2 separate regions of the Nothobranchius furzeri genome follow, and region 1 is linked to region 2. Evidence: chromatin contacts called from public Micro-C data. All regions are on one chromosome and are shown on one strand. Each heading gives the region's core, a stretch centred on a gene start, on an enhancer-like site or on the middle of the called end of the contact. The rest is flanking DNA. Distances are from core to core; before and after follow the strand shown. Region 1 overlaps ypel1 (yippee-like 1). Region 2 overlaps ppil2 (peptidylprolyl isomerase (cyclophilin)-like 2).

The links. A called contact is a pair of places that touch in the nucleus more often than the background predicts.
Region 1: a Micro-C map of tail fin shows a contact between it and region 2, with 2.1 times the contacts expected there. The contact joins two enhancer-like sites. A contact is called at or near these places in 2 of 2 Hi-C or Micro-C datasets (skeletal muscle and tail fin).

What each region holds. Positions count from the first base shown.
Region 1 is chr10:38,516,899-38,519,598 of NfurGRZ-RIMD1, reverse strand. ypel1 (yippee-like 1) reads left to right here. Exons shown (of 5, transcript XM_054731067.2): 3 at 1,289-1,332; 4 at 1,547-1,655. Among protein-coding and RNA genes, the nearest start is that of ypel1, 20 kb to the left of the region's middle. Within about 2 kb of position 1,273, at least 1 of the 3 cell types and tissues checked has an H3K27ac peak or open chromatin away from gene starts, as enhancers often do. A contact at or near this core is called in tail fin, where this site is marked.
Region 2 is chr10:38,475,010-38,477,853 of NfurGRZ-RIMD1, reverse strand. ppil2 (peptidylprolyl isomerase (cyclophilin)-like 2) reads right to left here. Exons shown (of 20, transcript XM_015960273.3): 14 at 1,653-1,686. Among protein-coding and RNA genes, the nearest start is that of ppil2, 13 kb to the right of the region's middle. Within about 2 kb of position 1,588, at least 1 of the 3 cell types and tissues checked has an H3K27ac peak or open chromatin away from gene starts, as enhancers often do. A contact at or near this core is called in tail fin, where this site is marked.

The sequences.
Region 1 (2,700 bases), core at 24-2,523, 42 kb before region 2:
GTGTGTGTGTGTGTGTGTGTGTGTGTGTGTGACTTAAAAAACACAAACAGAAGGCCAGAGGATGTAACAACCAAGTGACAAACACCTCCAGAACCGATCCAAATCAAAGCATGAAATTTGTCTCCAGAGCTTTAATTGGAGGAAGCTGTTGGCTAAATGTTGGTGGGAAAGCCAGCTCGTCCGATGACCCCGCGGGGCGGGGTTAAAGGTCGCTGGTCCAGCGGACTCTCCTCAGTTTACATGTTTATGAAGTCACATCGTGTGTGGCTTCAGCCTGTTTTTATCTTAATCCTAAAGAACCAAAAAATCAGCTGTTTTGTTGTAAATCTCAATCCGATGGGACCAAAAATCGTCCGAGTGGAATCGGGCGGTACGTAGCGCAGTCGGAGACTCTGGAACTCAAGAAAAGGAATTCACTTTTGGATTTGTTGGGTCTGTGAACACACCGTCAAGTTAGTACTTATGGTCATAAAACCATAAAAATGCATGGTTGCTTGGGGTTGCTATAGCATCGGCATGATTCGACCAAGCGACCCTTGACACCCCCCCCCCCCCCCCCCCCCCCCCCAGTCCGTGCCAACGGTCTCAAATGCAGGAAGATGAAATTTTCAGTTTCCTGTTAATTGGTTTTGCAGGTAAATTAGAATCGTCCTAATCGGTATCGGCCGCTCAGAGCTAGATGGGAATCTGCATCAGTATCGGCCCGTAAACCCTAAATCGCTGCATCTCAAACGTTATAAAGTGTTTTTGTGTAAAAGTTATAAATAATTTCCATGACTGGGTTTCAAATGTGATCCTGAACAGCCTCTGTTCAGAGAAATAGTTTGTCCTGATAAGGTAACGGCTAGTCGGAATCAGAACGAAACCCAACAGTGAGATTTCATAGAAAAAGGTATTTTTATATTTTGATTTGTTCTTATTAAAAATCCACGCGCATAAAGAAGCACCAGAAAGATTCTGGTCTTTCATTTGTAATCAGAACTAAACCTGCCCAGAACCCGTTTGGGCGATAAGTGCCGAGTTCGTGTTTCTGCGCTTTAAGAGCTTGTCCAACAACCCCTTGTTAATAAAGGTTATTGAAGCTGCCGTGCTGACAGGCGGCCTCTCCGGTGTGTCTTCACTCGTCCTCTGGGGGTTTTCTTATCTCCTGAAGCCTCGACAGGGTGGAAGAACGAGTCTGAGCAGCAGTTAGTGGCAGAAAAGCACCCTGGGGTGTCGTTTGCCGACGTTCCCGCCCTCCTCGGCGTTTAATGTCGACTCACTCGGGTTCTCCTCTCTTCTCTTTCAGTCGTTCCAAGGCAGCCAAGGAAGAGCCTACCTGTTTAACTCCGTGTGAGTATCACGCCTCCTCCTTTGGGAATTTGGCAAAAGAAACAAGTCAAACGGGATTTAGTTTTCCAGTTTAACCCATACGTGTTTTATTTTCATGGTCTTCTTCTTTGTTGATTGAACTTTGTTTTCTGGTTTAGGCTGCAGGTCAGACGGGATCAGTTTTGTGTTTTTATGCCTTGGCGCGAGTGGTGACGTGTTTCCCGTCTCCTTACAGGGTGAATGTGGGCTGCGGGCCAGCCGAGGAGCGGGTTCTCCTCACGGGTCTGCACGCTGTGGCTGACATCTACTGTGAAAACTGTAAAACCACGCTGGGCTGGAAATACGTAAGTCAGCCTCTCTGCTAACCTCCCTCCATTCCCTTTCTTCTCTCCTCCTCCACCCCGACGCTTTTGAGTCCCGCTGCCGTCTCGTAACCGTGTGGCTTTTCTGGTTTCCTAGGTGACAGATGATGTCACCCCGGGTCAGAGGAGCAACACGGCTCTCCGTTAAAGCTTGCCTCTTTAATTCCACGCTGATGGTTTTGTTCGGATTTGTTTTGCGGCGCTGGGACGGAGCTCTCTGTGGCATCCCAGCACACAACATAATTACAGCGCCCAGAGGCGGGCAGCAGACAGCCAGACTGGTACCGCGGAGAGTTTACGGTGATTAAATGTCACACCGTTGTGAAGAGACTTGTTCCAGTAATTGTCTGAACAGAAAAGACGAGCGAGGAGCGAAAAATAACAGAAAACAATTAGATAGTGGGGGAGCGGAGCTGGTTTATGGAGATGTTACCGTAGAGATGCAAAACCATTAGCTCTGACACACACACACACACACACACACACACACACACACACACACACACACACACACACACACACACACACACACACACACACACACACACACACACACACACACACACACACACACACACACACACACCACAACCATATGGTAAATGGTAAATGGCCTGTATTTGATATAGCGCCTTCTAGAGTCCTGGAACCCCCCAAGGCGCTTTACAACACAATCAGTCATTCACACATTCACACACTGGTGGGGATGAGCTACGATGTAGCCACAGCTGCCCTGGGGCGCACTGACAGAGGCGAGGCTGCCGAGCACTGGCGCCACCGGTCCCTCCGACCACCACCAGCAGGCAACGTGGGTTAAGTGTCTTGCCCAAGGACACAACGACAGCGACAGACTGAGCGGGACTCGAACCTGCAACCTTCAGATAACAGGGCGAGCACTTAACTCCTGTGCCACCGTCGCCCTAACCATCTATTAAAGGTGTCCGACTGCCTGTTTGGGTTTCAGTCTAGACCACGCGGAGATCTTTCATCCTTTTATTATTAAACCATAAATACTTTTTATTCCTCG
Region 2 (2,844 bases), core at 339-2,838:
AGTAACATCCCACCCGCCAACAGAGTGCTGTGATTGGACCGCTACAGATGTCAGTCAATGTGACAGTCCGCCATCGTGGAAGAACTACATAAAAAACCAAAATAATACGCCGCTTTTCTAAATAAAAGCGCTGAGATTGGCCCGCCAAAATACTAGCTGAGGCGGCTCCAATGGACCGCCAATTTGGCTTTTGGCAAATGACGGTCTAGATTCTACGATAGAATGTTCTTGCTGATTAACTGAAGCCAACAGACTCCCAGGTGAAATTCTGGCTTCATCAGATCCTAAAGCTTCAGGTCAAGAAATGATTGAACACAAAACCTCTGAAATAAATCTCAACGACAGGAACAGGCGTGTGCTGCAGGGCAACATAAATCAGCCAGTTGTGGGAACGTTAGTCCTCCTGGAGAGCCGGTTACAGGTCTGTTATCCACCTGTGTGCACACAATGTTCCACACAGGTGATGAGGGGAATTTTACCCTCAGGCCAGAAATTCCGCACCTTCATGAACCTGATGCAGCAAAGCGTTCCGAATTCCACAAAGATCACTTTGTGCTCCAAACTCTCCCAGCAGCACGGACATGTAGACGGGAAACTGACTGTATGTGGCCTGGAGCCGGATTACACGCCGCTGCTGTTTGAAAACAGGAAAACGTGGAGTGCGGTGCCTTGGTCTGCCTGAGTGTTTGTGACTTCCGGGTCAGGGGGTTTAAGATTTTTGGCGTCTGCCTGATCAATCCCGGTGGCTGCCTGGTGGGATCTGGGTCCCTGGGCTCTGCTGGGTCCCCGGCGGGAGTGGTCGCCCCTGGGTCCCGGGCTTGGCTGGCTGAGGGGTGGGAGGCTGCGGGCGGGCCTGTGGGCTTGCCGCTGAGATCTCCCGGGACTCTGCCGGCTGCTGGTTGTGGCCCCCCGAGGCGATCCTCTGCACCTCTTGAGGGGGGCGGGGGCTTTTCTGGTTACGGTCTCCTTGGGGTCCCTGTGCTCTGGGGCAGCTCCTGGATCTCTGGGACTTGGAGCTCCCTCCGTCTCCTACACATCTTTGGGGGGCAGATCTGTGGCCCCTCACACACTCTATTAGACGCTCCTATAGAGAAACCTTACATTTACAAGCGCGTGTACACACACAGGTGCTCACATGGTGCTCTCATAAGTATGGACTTGGGCACGTTAACACATGTCTTAAGGCTGTGGTTGGCACTAAATGCACTGTGATTTATTATCGTGTGACTGTTCAGTTAAACAATGTTGATTTTACATTTCCTCATCAAGTTGACGCAGTGATAGCTTGCTCCTGTTGTATTGTTGTGTGTCCCTTTTCTGCAGGTCTAGAAGCAGAACAAGAGTTCATCATTGACTGTTTATTTTCGTTTATTATCCTGTTTGCTTCACAGCCAGACAGGGCACGGGGAAAAGAAAAAAAAACACAGGAAAACGACTCCACATGCTGAACGATTGGTTGTTCTTGCCCCCACCCCCGCTCAGCATTTCTGTCTACTCTTTTGTCCCATCAGAGTAAATTTAGTCACACTGCTGACTAGAAAATCCAGCTCTTAGCCGTGTTTACGCAACCCTTCCTAAAATAAACCATTAAAAATTCAGAGAGGAGGCGGTATGGGATTAAAAATCCAGTTTAGGTGCAGTGCTCGTCTTACCTGTGCCTGTACCGGTGGGGTCGCCTCCTTGGATCTGAAAACAGAACAATCTGAGTTCAGTCATAGTTTCATTAACGTCAGAAGCAATTAAAACAATTTATTTGATCGTATTATCGCTTCACTCTTCTGCTGATTTGTTTGCTTCATTATGACAAAAAAAACCAGCATCTGACTGATCCGAGTCATCAGTGATGAAAGGGAGGGCACCATAAACCCAGCCAAACTGGCTCCGATTGTTCACGGTCACCTTCTACCATCAGCTGCTTGATGAGAGCTCTGAGCTCCTCTGGACCCCTTTGGCCACGCGTGTTGCTCCGGCAACATTTACATCAGGTAGTTTGGAGGAAAACTATTGGATTTACTAACAGCAGAGGTAGATTTAGCCAAAACATTTAGCTTTTCAGGCTTTTAGGCTGTTCTGGCCTCCAACTTCTACAATAAAGTAAAAGGGTAACGTGTGCACAGCAGATTTGAAACATGATGCAATATTCCACTAAAATCATTAACAAGATGATTTTTGTGGTTGAAGGGTTAGGGTTAGTAGCCTACCACGGTGGTTAAATCCATACAAACCTGCATAAGAGCTTTTCTGTCTAAAGAGAATAAAACAAAGTAGTAACTGTTCCCCACTGGGTGGGAACGCCACCGCTTCGGGTCAGGAAAAATAATTATAGTTACAAAGAACTCCAGTGTCGGTGTGGAAGGTCTAAAACCTCCGTGTTTCAGAGGCAATAAAAACTTTTTCATCAGTGGAAAAATGTGCTTTTGATGGTTTTCATCTGCTTTAAGGTTCCTGAAAGCAGAAGCTGTTTAGTGTTTGGAGGTCCCGGGCTCACACGGCTGAGGGTGAAACGTCATGAAAACGCTGAAGTCATCAAACCCTAAAAATAACTTTACAAGGTTCCGTACAGTGAGGAGAACCGTGTTCCTGTGATGCTTTTAAAGGTTTTGTTCCAATACAACGATCCTGCTGAAGCTGCCTTTTATCTGGCGACGTAATCACGGGTAAACAATCGGCAGTTCACAAGAAGGGACACAGCAGACTGCACTTCTTGAGGACGCTTAGGTCCTTCAGTGTCTGTAGCAAGATGCTGCAGATCTTCTACAAGTCTGTGGTTGAGAGTGTAATCTCTTCAGCCATCGTCTGTTGGGGTAGCAGCATCAGAAGCAGGGACCTGAAAAGGCTCAACAG